Linked DNA regions of Mus musculus: region 2 is linked to region 1. A link is a contact called in public HiChIP or PLAC-seq data. All regions are on one chromosome and are shown on one strand. Each heading gives the region's core, a stretch centred on a gene start, on an enhancer-like site or on the middle of the called end of the contact. The rest is flanking DNA. Distances are from core to core; before and after follow the strand shown.

Region 1 (7,549 bases), core at 1,309-3,808:
AATTGATTAGGAGGGAAAATTATACTGGTGGGGGGATTTGTTTCCGGTCTGAGACCACTGGCTGCCTGCCCTCTGTCTTCTGAAGGTAATCACAGCGACTAGGAGGCTGAAAACAGGGCTTTATGTGCAGAGGGAAGAGGCCCTCGGTGGACGTGGGCAGGACTTCAAATCCAATTTGCACCCAAATTGGTTGGTAGGATATACAAAGCCTCATCCAGAGACTTTCAACTTCACAATACTTTGTCCAGGAACTCCTTCCCCCTCTGCTTCAGCTAGCAGCAGATCTAAAAAGAAACCATTGCTTACACAAATATAAGCCTCTGAGTAAACAGTGCATGTTTTGTTGAACAAGCCTGATATACATATGTGTGTGCATTCTGATATATAGCCCCATCTCACCATAAAGAACAAGTAAAATTATTTAAAGGGATTCAAACTTGCTTTTTCGGGAATTGCAAATAACCTTTGCATCAGGAAACTAGTTTTAATATTATTTCAAACTATATGCTATGTTTTTACGATCAATCATCCTGCTTTGAGAGACTCGCATTCACGTAACCTTAAAATAACACAGCACACCCTTAATCTGCATGCAAAACAATTTTCAAGCCGCCATAAGCCTTGACATATAAAATCAGAGTATTGCAGCTCTCACTGTACAAAACCCAGTTTTTGCTCCTTGAAAGTAAACAGAAGAAAAAAAAAAAACCTTACTTTGCCTGCTAATTTCTTCCACGGGGTAACAAAACAATACACACTTAGCTTTAACCTAAGAAGCACCTCAAAACATTAAAAATTCATCAGTCAGAGCTGGTGTTGTATTCAAGGAACAACTCCTCCAGTTCACTGCTGAGCTCAGATTTGAATAAAATGTCCAATGTTAACAAACAATACCCACGTTTGGCACTTTGTGTATTAAATTGATCAAACAGATTTTAGGAGACACAATGCACAATTTGTACAGACCTGATTGAGTTAATATAATATCAGCAAATTTTACATCGAAATGATTCTGTTTCTTTTCTTTGTGTTTAAAACCAGCACAGATTACAAATTTTAATGATCTGAAAATGTTTGGTATACAAAATCATGCTTATTTCAGTATTAGCAAAAACACAAGAAATTTTTCAACACAAACACCCAGCTGTGTCTATTTTAAAAGCAGTTCAATGACAGCTTGCACTTATGAGCATGCAATCAGCTAATTTCGCTTTTTTTTCTTCTGTGTTAATCAACACTTTCCTTCCTGCATATCAGAGTACAAATAGTATAGTTACTCCACATCAGTAAATGTTTACGTAACCTGTCCTTTCCCAAGAATCCGGTTACACCGAATCATTTCACGCTAGACCGACTACGAAAACGTACCGGGCCGTCCACCTCTGAGGGAGCCCCGGGAGCCATTATAAGCGGTGGTGAGAAGGGGGGCTGGGGGATGGGGAGGAGTAGGTGGAGGAGTGAAGGGGAGAGGAAAGGAGGGAGGGAGAAGGGGTGGGTTAGTGAAAGGGGAAGAAGGGAGAGGGGAGGAGGAAGGAAGGCAAGCGCATTGAGGAACCACCAGGGAAAATGGGCCTGAGGAGGAGAAAAGAGTGGGAAGGGAAATGAACAAGACAACCCAGGCTCACAGATCTCTCTAGCTAGGTTGGCAAAGCTCATCACGTCGCCAGGCTCCGTGAGAAACCCCAAGCCTAGAAATCAACCTTTGGCACCAATGTGTTTTGCAAAGCTGATTGCTAGAACCCTGGCCTTTTCCGTCATGCATAGCTTGTTTTAAAGTCAGCGGATATGTAGGAAGAGATCCAAGCAGTGGAAGGATATTTGGGGACAAATAATCAAAGATCTCTTACAACACTCCAATAGATATAAAATTTGCTAGCTATTTGTAATTGTGGATAATTTTCGCTAGCGTTTCCCTCTCTTTCCCTCCCCTCTTTCTGCGCCCCATTTCAAATTTGGGGGGTGAGAACATCAGAATAACTCCCTATTATTTTGAGTATTGCATGTTTCTGGTAGATTTTAGTACCACACATAGGCCCTGTTTTTTCTCCTTCCTTTTTTTTTTTTATATCAAGACTGAGAGATCATTTAGCTAAGAGCTCATCAAAATGAATGCTGGCATGGGTAGAGTATTTTACCTTAAAGAGGAGGGGAAAGATACTCGTGACCTATGTGTCTCCACCTCCCTCTCCTCTCTGGCTACGGCCTCTGCTTACAACGTGGCGCGCTTTGAGCCAGTGAGGATTTGTGATCTGTGTGCTCCGCACTAAATTCCAATCCCTGGGAAATGCTGGGCCTTGGCCCTGGCCCTGGCCGCGATCTTTTTAAAGGCCTTGAATTACAAGCTACCCACTCGTTTCAACCTCCCCACCAAACCATCCCCCAAACCCCAGAAGCTAGGACTGTCAAATCCACCTTCCTTGGGCTCCCCAGAGCATTCCAGCAGCATCCAAGAAGGGTAAGAGCTGATTTCGCCCTACTGGTGTTTCAAGATTGAGGTTTTAAAGAGATAAAGTATTTGTGAAATGGGAAAAAGGAGCAAACATAGGATTTAAAAAAAAAAAAAACGGAAGTAGACGCCCACTCATATTTTCTTCAATGTCAAGCAAAATGAAAATATTTCCAGGATGATCGATCGCGGCTACCGGCTTCCAGTACTGCCTAGAAGCTGAAGAGGAGGTGGAGTGCCCGAGGAGACAACTGCCACCGGGTCACCCGCGCGTGAGCGCGACTCTGGGAGTGAAGCGAGACGGAGGGAGAACACACGTGTTACCTGCTTTATTTCGGGACTGTTTGGGTCTGTGCTCGCCCGGGGCAGCTCTCCGCCCGCCCGCCCGCGTGCGTGGAAGGCCTCCACAGAACGCACCCACCGCTCAGCCGCCCCCGCTCGCCGCCCTCAGCCCAGCTTCACAGCCGAGCTCGCCGCGGGCCGCAGGAAGCTGTAAGTACCGGCCTGGCCGTGGCCGCCCCCGCCCCACCTTCCAGGCCCCGTTCCCCCGATGCCCGGCTCTCCGGAGCTTGCTGGCCCGCTCGCTCCCAGGGCGCTGCCGGGGCCGCCGCGTCCCCAGGGTTCACGCCCTCTCCCGCACCCTCGCAGCTCGCCCCTCCGCCGCGCCCCCCGCCCCGCTCTTCCAGACAAAATTGGATACAAACTTTAATCAATAAGGATAAATATTGACGCGCAAAGGAAAATAATCCCATACAGGGAGGAGGCCACAGTCGAGCGGCCGCGGCCCGGGGCGCACGCCCCACGCTAATCCTGGCCGGGTGGGCGATCTCCCGCCGGTCCCCGCGGCTCCAGGCCTGGGCCCCGCCACCCGGAGGGGGCGGTGAGCGGGGGGCGGGGCCGGGGCGGGGCGGGGATGGGCGGGCCCTGGGCCCCCGATTGGTCGACGGCTAGCCAGACGCTCCTGCACGCCGGCGGCACTGATTGGTTCGGCAGTAGGAAAGGTTAAACCAAAAATTTTTTTACAGCCCTAGTGTGCGCCTGTAGCTCGGAAAATTAATTGTGGCTATAGCTGCCTCGATCGCTGTCTCCTAGCCTCGCTGCGGCCGCTCCGGGACGCGCCCGCCCGCCGCCCGGCTCTCCCCCCCTTCGGGCTGCCGCTGCTGCTGCTGTGACTGCTGCGGCGCGAGGAGGAGGAGGCAGCGGGGGAGGGGGAGGCCGGGCGCGGAACGGAGCGGGGCGCTGCACCCCGGGCGACGGGTTGCTTCTGCCTCTAGCCTCCCTCTCTCTCTCTCTCTCTCTCTCTCTCTCTCTCTCTCTCTCTCTCTCTCTCTCTCTCTATCTCCTCTCCCTCTCTCTCTCTCTCTCCCTCTCTCTTTCTCTCTCTAATTCTTGAGGGGTGGTTGCAGCTTTTGCTACATGCCTTGCCAGCGCCGGAGCCTGCGGTCCAACTGCGCTGCTGCCGGAGCGCTCAGTGCCGCCTCCGCTGCCCGCTCCCCCCGCGCCCCACTCCGAACCCGCTGGTCGCCCGCCGCGCTGCTGCCCGGCTCCCGTGCCGCCGCCGCCGCCGCCGCCGCCCCCCGACGCCTGGGTGATGCTGGACATGGGAGATAGGAAAGAGGTGAAAATGATTCCCAAGTCCTCGTTCAGCATCAACAGCCTGGTCCCCGAGGCCGTCCAGAACGACAACCACCACGCGAGCCACGGCCACCACAACAGCCACCACCCCCAGCATCACCATCATCATCACCACCACCACCACCCGCCGCCGCCCGCGCCCCAGCCGCCTCCACCGCCGCCCCAGCAGCAGCAGCAGCAGCCGCCCCCGGCCCCGCAGCCCCCGCAGGCGCGCGGCGCCCCAGCAGCCGACGACGACAAGGGTCCCCAGCCGCTCCTGCTCCCGCCCTCCACCGCCCTGGACGGGGCCAAGGCTGACGCACTTGGAGCCAAAGGCGAGCCGGGCGGCGGGCCGGCGGAGCTGGCGCCCGTCGGGCCGGACGAGAAGGAGAAGGGCGCGGGCGCCGGGGGGGAGGAGAAGAAAGGGGCGGGCGAGGGCGGCAAGGACGGGGAGGGGGGCAAGGAGGGCGACAAGAAGAACGGCAAGTACGAGAAGCCGCCGTTCAGCTACAACGCGCTCATCATGATGGCCATCAGGCAGAGTCCCGAGAAGCGCCTGACGCTCAATGGCATCTATGAGTTCATCATGAAGAACTTCCCCTACTACCGCGAGAACAAGCAGGGCTGGCAGAACTCCATCCGCCACAACCTGTCCCTCAACAAGTGCTTCGTGAAGGTACCGCGCCACTACGACGACCCGGGCAAGGGCAACTACTGGATGCTCGACCCGTCGAGCGACGACGTGTTCATCGGCGGCACGACCGGCAAGCTGCGGCGCCGCTCCACCACGTCTCGGGCCAAGCTGGCCTTTAAGCGCGGGGCGCGCCTCACCTCCACCGGCCTCACCTTCATGGACCGCGCCGGCTCCCTCTACTGGCCCATGTCGCCCTTCCTGTCCCTGCACCACCCCCGCGCCAGCAGCACTTTGAGTTACAACGGGACCACGTCGGCCTACCCCAGCCACCCCATGCCCTACAGCTCCGTGTTGACTCAAAACTCGCTGGGCAACAACCACTCCTTCTCCACCGCCAACGGGCTGAGTGTGGACCGGCTGGTCAACGGGGAGATCCCGTACGCCACGCACCACCTCACGGCCGCTGCGCTCGCCGCCTCGGTGCCCTGCGGCCTGTCGGTGCCCTGCTCCGGGACCTACTCCCTCAACCCCTGCTCCGTCAACCTGCTCGCGGGCCAGACCAGTTACTTTTTCCCCCACGTCCCGCACCCGTCAATGACTTCGCAGACCAGCACGTCCATGAGCGCCCGGGCCGCGTCCTCCTCTACGTCGCCGCAGGCCCCCTCGACCCTGCCCTGTGAGTCTTTAAGACCCTCTTTGCCAAGTTTTACGACAGGACTGTCCGGGGGACTGTCTGATTATTTCACACATCAAAATCAGGGGTCTTCTTCCAACCCTTTAATACATTAACATCCGGGGGACCAGACTGTAAGTGAACGTTTTACACACATTTGCATTGTAAATGATAATTAAAAAAATAAGTCCAGGTATTTTTTATTAAGCCCCCCCTCCCCATTTCTGTACGTTTGTTCAGTCTTTAGGGTTGTTTACTATTCTAACACGGTGTGGAGTGTCAGCGAGGTGCAATGTGGGAGAATACATTGTAGAATATAAGGTTTGGACGTCAAATTATAGTAGAATGTGTATCTAAATAGTGACTGCTTTGCCATTTCATTCAAACCTGACAAGTCTATCTCAACAGGCTGCCAGATTTCCATGTGTGCAGTATTATAAGTTATCATGGAGCTATCTGGTGGACGCAGGCCTTGAGAACAACCTAAATTATGAAGAGAGTTTTAAAATGTTAAATTGTAATTTGTATTTAAGAATTTGTAGTAAAGGTGCCCAAGGAATTATATTGGCCATTTATTGTTTTGTCCTTTTTCTTTAAAGAACTGTTTCTTTCCTTTTGTTTACTTTTAGACCAAAGATTGGATTCTAGCAAATGCACTTGGTATACTAAGTATTAAAACAAGTAAACAAACAAACGAAAAAGGAAGGTTGTTTAGTTGGCAACACTGCCCATTCAATTGAATCCGAAGGAGACAAAATTAAGGATTGCCTTCAGTTTGTGTTGTGTATATTTCGATGTATGTGGTCACTAACAGGTCACTTTTATTTTTTCTAAATGTAGTGAAATGTTAATACCTATTGTACTTATAGGTAAACCTTGCAAATATGTAACCTGTGTTGCGCAAATGCCGCATCAATTTGAGTGATTGTTAATGTTGTCTTAAAATTTCTTGATTGTGATACTGTGGTCATATGCCCGTGTTTGTCACTTACAAAAATGTTTACTATGAACACACAGAAATAAAAAATAGGCTAAATTCATATATATCTTGATATTTTTGTCTCTTTTATTAAGTAGAGCTAATTTGCAAAATACCATTCAACTTATAGGAAATTCAAAGGCTTTTTTAGCCAACCTGGAGTTTAAACTGCTCCTTTAATTTGAACTGAGACTCTAAAACTGAGAATAGCAGTTTTTCCCCCTTTGTGAACAATTTTTACCAAGAACAGGCTACTTAATAAATACTAGCTCTAAATGAAACCTAGGATTTTCAGATGATATCTTTGTTTTTGTAGATATGCAGCAAAGAAAGGTATTCAATTTTATATGCATAGCTGTTTATTCTGTACTTATTTTAAAGATCAGTTGATAGAATGTCCTTTATATATATTGTTTCAGGTATTTGTTTATAGAATTTGACAAACTATAAATAAATATATGTATATAGTTAGATATAAGTGAATAATGAGCAATATAGTATGATATATAATATATATTATATATGTATATTATATATATATATATATCCCTTCAGTTCAGGTACAATTTGTGCTATGAATGCTGCAAACATTTTTTTTAACTATTTGTATTTATACTTTCTAAGTCAGCATTTATTTTTCTGGCTTTTTACCCACAGTGAAAGAATTCTAATAAAGATTTGCTGAGTTGGATTATAGAGTTACTGAAGTGATCACCTGTTGTAATGATTTATAGACGGATGTTGATATTTATATTTTTAATTACATCAATTTAAAAGTCTAGTTATTCACAGTAAAATAGCCCTATCTCCCCCTCCATTTTTACATCATAGAGGTACTTGTTTGATTAGCTTTTTAATATATTTGTATAATTTAATTTACAGATGTGTTTCTTTTGCTTATACAGAACAAATTTTTGGTTTTAACTACAATATGCATATATATGAGATATATTAAGTGTATACATATGCATACATATGAAAATGAAAACTTTTCCAAATTGTCTCAAATAGCCCACTCACTATAATTCCAGAAAATAATTAGAAAACCTGAGTTAAAGGTTTAGTAATTAATTGGATCCTGTGGTGATTCTGTGGAAGGCAAGTTGTTCATTTGTTACATTTGTATAGTCTGAAATGTGTTCTGCAGTAATGCAATAAGCTGGCCACTTTTTACAATGGGTCCAGTGAAAAATAATCTGTCCC
Region 2 (7,549 bases), core at 2,823-5,322, 680 kb after region 1:
CCCTTTAGCTAGTCCCATCTTCAGTCTTCTTGGCTCCCATGCTGACTCTTCTGCATTCAAGTCATACCTACAAATGTATATGTAATATATGGATAGATGATGTATGTATGAATGATGATGTATGATATGGATGGATGAATATAGATATGTGTGGCCTTATGTATTGATATCTCAAGTTCCATCTATTTTCCAGCAAACATCATGTTATTCTTCTACTTTTTTTTCATGTTTGCTCTCCTTTCTCATCAACATAATCGTCCACTGTTTCATAGGTCTCTCTTAGAAGTGTTAGCACAATAGCTCTTTGTTTCCTTTTGCGTCCAGTTCTTCTCTTATACACAGCATCACATCTGCCATTAAAAGAATATAGTCTCATAGGCAAGTCCTTAAACATTTTCCTTAAGTTTGTCTCAAAATATACATGAAATAATGCATGTATTTTTGCTCTACTGTTACAGGACTCAGATAGGTTGTTTCAGCATGCTCTTGTCAACGTACAGAGAAATAATAACCGTTGTATAAGCAAAGACTTTCTATCCCCTCAGTCTTTGGTCCTTTTACTCTTTCTTTCTTCTGGGATGGAGTGCTATCTCCTATGACAATGTATGTTTAATTAAATTCAATATATCCAGATACTGTGATTTTTTATGTACGATTTTTTAATGTAAGAACTTTCTTGATTCATTTAACTAAACAATTATTCATTTCTCTCAATGTCTAAGTCATTTGACATATAAGAATGAAACATCTTAGTTTTTATGTGCCTTTTGATTGTTCACTATATAAGATGTGTATCTTCATGATCATGATTCTAACATGTTGTATTTAAATAGATAGAAAATAAATCAGCACTCTAAATTGAGCCCCCAAAAATGGAAAGGAAGAAAGAGAAAGATAAATTGTGACAATTTCTCATGAAACAGATTTAAGTTTTCCATTTTCATAAAGCTATGCTACTTTCAAATAGCGCAGGTATCATACCAATGAGTCCTAGTTGTTTATCTATAACTTGGCATTTCCTGCCTAAACCTGGGTTTAGCACATACAACGAAATGTACTGAAATGAAGTTTTGATAATTTACTTTTAAAAAGAAGAAATCCCAAGGGATAATTTCAGTCAAACCTATGGAAAAGACTTTCCTAACAAATATTTTAAGTAATAAAATAGTCAATTTTAGTTTAATTTGTGTCTTATTTTAAAATACACATTGTACAGCTATTAAGTATGAAATAATAGCAGTAATAAAACTGTAAGAGTGATGAGTCATACAGTGAGAAACTGTTGTTGCCAAGAAAACTATTAAGCAGTAAATTATGAATATCACCTGCACAATCTCCTTTAAGACCTATAGAATTCTGAGGTGTATATTTTATACTAACTCCATTCTACATATAGAATATGGTCCATGGACATTTAGAGAAATGGCAGAGCTTGGATGATGAGAAGAGTGAGATTTTTCCTATTAGCTCTTGATGGCAAGTCTGGGAACTTAAAACAGGAATTCAAAACCAATTTGAATGTCTGCTTACTTCACCCCATTAAATCTGTCAAATTATGCTAATAGTAAATTATATCTAAACTAAGACAATGTACTATTTATAACAATGGGAAGGTACCTCTGATCTGTGCTCTTAATGGGCACTCAAATTCCAGGCATTTTTACATAATGTAAAGCTAATCAAAGAAATATTATATATTTGAATATGTAACACCATGTTGCATAATTTTTCAACTATTATACTTCAGTAATTAATAAAGTGAAGCAAAGCACAATTTGAAGGTATAAAGTCTTCTCCATTGAAATCCAGACTTTCTCAATTGAGTACATGTCCTTCAAGGAAGGATCCTAACTAGAGAAAGTACCCAAGGAGCTGAAGGGGTCTGCAACCCTATAGGTGGAACAACAATATGAACTAACCAGTACTCCCAGAGCTCGTGTCTCTAGCTGTGTATATAGCAGAAGTTGGCCTTGTCAGCCATCATTGGTAAGAGAGGCCCCTGGGTCTTGCAAACTCTATATGCCCCAGTACAGGGGAACGACAGGGCCAAGAAGTGGGAGTGGGTGGGTAGGGGAGCAAGGAGGGGGGAGGGTATAGGGAACTTTCAGGATAGCATTTGAAATGTATATAAAGAAAATGATAAAAAAATTAAAAAAGGAATTGAAAAAAGAGAAATGTGTTTTTAAACCTACTTTTACCTAGTCTTGAGCTAGTCAGCTATGTATCAGCAACATTTTCTTTATAATAATAAAAAAATTTTTTTTGCAGCAACTACATAGTATCAAGACTTTCCATCAGGAGCCACCCTGCATACATCTAACTATGGCAATGAGCAAGTCTCAATCCAGAGATTTACAGTTTTTGGTGTTTTCAATAACATTTATTACTAGTGATGTGATCTATGGTCACAGATTTTCAAATTCTTACCGTATCTTTACTGGTGAGAACAATTGATGGAGAGAGGAAGAAGCACTACTAAACAGGGTAGAGGAAGTTGGAGGCTCAGAACCTCACCAACAAGCACAGGAGATAGGTGTGGTTGAATAAAGTGAGAAGAAAACAGAAGTAGTAGAAAGGAAGCAGTTGGAATCAGAATTGTGGAGGTTTTACTATTCTAAGTAGCTTCAACTCCAAAGTACAGTCATCAAAGAGATGACTAGCGTCTATAGCACTCAGAGTTAATAAGTCGTTAGCTAGAGTTCAAAAGTGCTGTATGCATGGACAAAGAGTTCAGGAGATGATCATGGAGAAAAGGAGGTTGAATCAGTTGCCAGAATCTTTTTTCATGACCCTGTGCATTTACAAAGGCTGCTTCTTCTGCCTGGAATATCTTTACAACCACCTATTTGCCTGTCAATGTTCTATGCCTTTTTTTCAAGTACCTGCTCAAATCTCAACCATTCTATGAATCATTGCCTATGAATCATGTCAAATTAATCCTTCCAAACTCTGTGATCCATAGCATTTTATTCTCACCTTGATTATAGCATTTAACATATTGAACTGTATCTATATTTTCAAAATACTTTTCTCCATTGCACTGTGAACTTCTCAATGGTAGCACCACTCTGTATTCTCCAGTAAGTTCTATAACATAAAAAACACAGGCTATATAGCCAGGTCTTAGCCATATGATTATTTTTTAAGAAATAATGAACAAATAAGTAATAGATTCCATGAAAACATATAGGAAGACAATTAATTATTATACAAAGGCCAAAGAGTATGTCACACAAAAAGATTCAATTGTAATAGATATTTAAAAGGGAAAGTTTCAGACTGTGTGAAAACTTTAGGAGTATTTGGCAAAGGGTGAATTGTCTGTTGTACATTAGTGCATTCTGCTAGTTTTTATTCTTTCTGTATAAAATATTAATTATAATAAATACCTATAAGATTGTGATACATTGTTGCTCTATGGCTGTATGATTAAGGAAATATTCTGCATATGCATATATGTGTGTTTTTGGAGAAAAGGTTTGATTTGACTCAGGTTGATCTTGCACTGGCCACACAGCCAAGAATTGAACCTTCGGCCTCCCATCTCCCAAGTGCTAGGGTTGCAGAAGTGTCCCATTGTGCCTAGAAATATATTCTTAACAAGAAAGAACAACATGAAATTATTACTCAATATGGGAGTTTTGTTGCAGAACTATGTACCCAAACCTGAAGAAACATAGAGAACAAATAAAAACTCATTAGGCAGAGGGCTTCCCAGAGGCACTAATAAAGTGGTGGTTCTCTGATAATTCTAAGGTGATAAAGGCAAAGGTCTCTTCAACATGAAGGCCTCAGTGCTGTTGTACTGTGGAGTACCTCCTTCCAAGCTAAAATACTACAAATGTCATTTCCTATACAATAGCAAGCTGATAAAAAGCTTTTGAACTAAAAAGGCTCTATGAGGAAATCTATTTAAGAAAGATAAAATGCAGGTGCTTTAGTGGAAGTCTGAGCCAAATGGAACCATATTTGAAGTAGAAACCACTTAAGAGATTCACTACTCAAGTATGCAGCAATGGATAGGGGAAACGTATTACAGACCATCCAGGTGATTCAGTGGGCATGAGCTTGCTCTGTAGATCTGATAGCCTGAGTTAGATGTCAGGGACACAGAAGGAGGGAGAAGGAAAGAACTGACTGTACATATTAGCCCTCTGACCTCCACATGTGTATCATGGCCCTATCACCCACATTTACACATAAAACACAAGAACAGCAACAATAATAATAACTAGATTTCTCTTAATATGGAAGAGATTTAAAATGGGAAACAAGATTTTAGCCCCCAAGTGATGCCAATTCATTTTAAATTATTTAAAAATTAATTAAATTAATTAATTAATTAAAATAACCTAATTTTATCAACAAATATTTTAAGGAGATATTTCTTGTGGTTGAGAATTAGTGAGGTAGAAAATGAAAGAGACACAAAAGACAAAGATCTGTTAAGAATGTATTACAACGACAAGCTATATCGATGAGTCACGCTAAAATTGTGCAAGAGAAAGCAAAGTCAATAGAGTCAGAGACAGAACTATGAACGGTAGGGAATGCCTTTCATTTACTTGCTTGTTCACTTACATGACAAATGTTTTCAAATATTATTTACCAAGTTCTTGGCTTGGCACAAAGAATTCAAAGTGAACATAATCAATATCCACTCCCAGAACACAGAGATAACTGTAACAATAATTACTATTTAAAATGTAATACTAAAAGTAGACTACTATGTACAACCTCAAAGGTGTAGAGAATGGTGCAGAGATATATACCACCAGCCCTTTAAGTAATCACAGCGTAGAAGTTTACGCTGAAACCTACAGAATAAATGGACAAGCTCCAGTCTGAATCATGCACAGAAAGGAAATTCTGCATAAGGAAAGCTGTGTTTGGTGGGGGTTTTACTGTAGTGAATGACAGAATTGAAAGCTGGGAGAGTGAGGAAATCAAGAATGCAATGGAAGTATGTTATTCAAGAAGTTTGGCTGTTTAAACAGATGGTTTCTTCAGATCAATATGGAATCAAAGCAGAATTTCATTTTTCTTTCTTTCATTGAGTTATAATTTACATACAAGAAAATCACTGATGTCAAGTATACAATTATAATAATTTGAAAAATTGCTCTCTCTTTATAACCATCACTTCATCCGAGGTATGAAATATTTCCACTGCCCCAGACAGTTCCCTCACGTCTCATTCAAGTTAACCTTTTAATGAAATCACTCTTCTGATTTTCATCACTGTAGCTTCATTACGTGTGTTCTAGGATTTTATATTAATGGAAGCAGATACTATTTCTATTCTTTTTTTTTTTTGTCTAACTTCTTCTCTTGAGATATGTTTATTTGTGATGTCTATCAGCAGTTTGCTTCATTTTGGTTCTGACAAGCACAGAAACACCTTGGCTGACAAAGGGAATGCCTAGAGATTATAGCCTTAATGTGAAATGTCACAATCAACATATAGTTAGCATGCCTAGTATATTGAGCACCTTAGATTACCAATGTGTTATAGAATATCAGCATAATAGTCCCTGAAAGCCCGAGGCAGGAGGATGTATTGTTTGTGGTCAGTCTGGCCATTTTAGCAAAGCAAACTCTCAAGTCCTTTGCCCCAGTGAAATCTTGTATACTGTACAGTGTTGCTTTACTCTTTGTAAAATTCTGTGGCTAACTGGGGGGCCTAGGTCCACTCTATCATCACACAGTATGCTAGCGCTTGCTAGCCTGGGGTAAATAAGAATTGAAATGTTCAAGTCTTGTTCCTTCTGAACATCATTTTGTAAGGCAAAAGTGGTTAAATTATCAAGATTAAAGTTGAGAGTCACCTGCATTTTTTCAATTTTTATTATTTTATTTCATTTAAATCCCGGTTGCTGCCCCCACCTCTGTCCCCCCCTCCTACACTTCCTTATCCTATTCCTCCTCCCCCATGCCTCCCAGAAAGTGCTCCCCATCACCACCCAGTGTCCCCCTTTCCTGGAGCCTCAAATATCTTGAAGATCATGCACATCTTCTCCCACTAAGGTCTGACCAAGCAGTCCTCGCTATATCTGAGCCAGGGACTCAAACTGGCTCTTGTATGCTCCTGGTTTTTCGCTCACTCTGTGGGAGTTTCCTGGGTTCTGGGTAAGTTGAGATTGCTGGCCTTCCTATAGGGTTGCTCTCCCCTTCAGCTTCTTTAAACCTCCCTCTAATTCAACCATAGGCTTCTCTGACTTCTGCCCAATGGTTGGGTCTAAGTATCTGCTTCTGCCTCAGGCAGCTGCCGGTGGGGTCTTCCAGAGGCAGCCATGCCAGACTCCTGTCTGTAAGCACACCTTATCATCAGTAATATTGTCAGACCTTAGTGCCTTCCCTTGAGATAGATTCCAGGTTGGCTGGTCATTGATCATCTTTCCTTCAGTCTCTTCTCCATTTTTGTCCCTGCAGTTCTTTTAGACAGGAACAGTTCTGGGTCTCTACTGGATGTAGGCTCTTTGAGTTCCCTCTCCGCAATGCTGGACATTTTAGCTAAGGTCACCCCCATTGAGTCCTGAGAGTCTCTCACTTCCTTGGCCTCTGGTTCTTTCTAGAGGTCCCCCTCACCCCACCCCCATTCTCTTGACCCTTTGGGCTTCTTTCCTGCCGCCTACAATCTGATTCTGTTCCCCCTTTCCCCTCCCCTTCCCCTCTACCACTCAGGTCCCTCCCTCCCTCTGCCTCCCATGATTATTTTCTTCCCCCTTCTAAGTGGATTTGAAACATCTTCAATTGGGCCTTTCTACCTTTTACACTTCTTATAGTCTGTATGTTGTATCCCAGGTATTCTGTACTTTTTGGCTAATATCCACTAATCAGTGAGTACATACCATGCATGTCTTTTTGGGTCTGAGTTTCCTCACTCTGGATAATATTTTCTAGTTCCATCCACTTGCCTGCAAAATTCATGTCACTGTTTATAATAACTGAATAGTATTTCACTGTGTAAAGGAACCAAATTTTGTGTATCCATTCTTTAATTGAGGGACATCTGAGTTGTTTCCAGCTTCTGGCTATTACAAATAAGGCTGTTATGAACATGATAGCACAAATGGTCTTGTGGTATGATGGGGCATCTCTTGGGTATATGCCTAAGAGGGATATATCTGGGTCCTCAGGTAGAACTATTTCCATTATTCTGAAAACTTGCCAGATTCATTCCTAGAGTAGCTGTATCAGCCTGCAGTCCCACCAGCAATGGAGGAATGTTGCCACTTGGCCACATCCTTGCCAGTCTGTGCTGTCACTTGATGTTTTTTTTCCCTTGCTTTACCTATTGGTTCTTTTTTGTGTTTCTTCCTCCTCCCTTCTTCAAAGCCATCCTCCCTCTGCCGGCCTCTTCCCATCAAGCTGGACTAATTCAAGAGTTTAGGATGCACCTTCCTAATCTCAAACACTGGAGCATTGAATGTGAGGGTCAGGAAACGCAGATACTGGACTCAAACCCAACATGGTCCATGAGATTCTTCACTTCCATGATTGCCCGCAGAGCCAAACTTTATCATCCAAGGCTCTTCTCTATGTGACA

Evidence for each region. HiChIP or PLAC-seq counts read pairs in DNA pulled down with a chosen protein or histone mark.
Region 2: a contact with region 1 is called in a FOXA1 HiChIP or PLAC-seq map of pancreatic cancer cells, with 6 times the contacts expected there. The contact joins the enhancer-like site here to the promoter of Foxg1 in region 1. A contact is called at or near these places in 5 of 39 promoter capture datasets (the 3T3-L1 cell line, embryonic stem cells, hippocampal neurons and 1 more), 12 of 115 datasets of contacts at active chromatin or transcription factors (the NIH/3T3 cell line, SST interneurons, astrocytes and 9 more) and 2 of 9 other capture datasets (adipose tissue and pancreatic islet).

The regions. Positions count from the first base shown.
Region 1 is chr12:49,380,449-49,387,997 of GRCm38.p6, forward strand. Foxg1 (forkhead box G1) reads left to right here and starts at 2,559. Exons shown (of 2, transcript NM_008241.2): 1 at 2,559-2,938; 2 at 3,853-6,419. The coding sequence starts at 4,038. The coding sequence ends at 5,483. Gm34304 (predicted gene, 34304) reads right to left here and starts at 1,380. Exons shown (of 2, transcript NR_168648.1): 1 at 1,369-1,380.
Region 2 is chr12:50,062,094-50,069,642 of GRCm38.p6, forward strand. The region is part of intron 2 of Gm40419 (a long non-coding RNA gene); the gene reads right to left. Among named protein-coding and RNA genes, the nearest start is that of Gm40418, 54 kb to the right of the region's middle. Within about 2 kb of position 4,073, at least 6 of the 459 cell types and tissues checked have an H3K27ac peak or open chromatin away from gene starts, as enhancers often do. A contact at or near this core is called in pancreatic cancer cells, where this site is marked.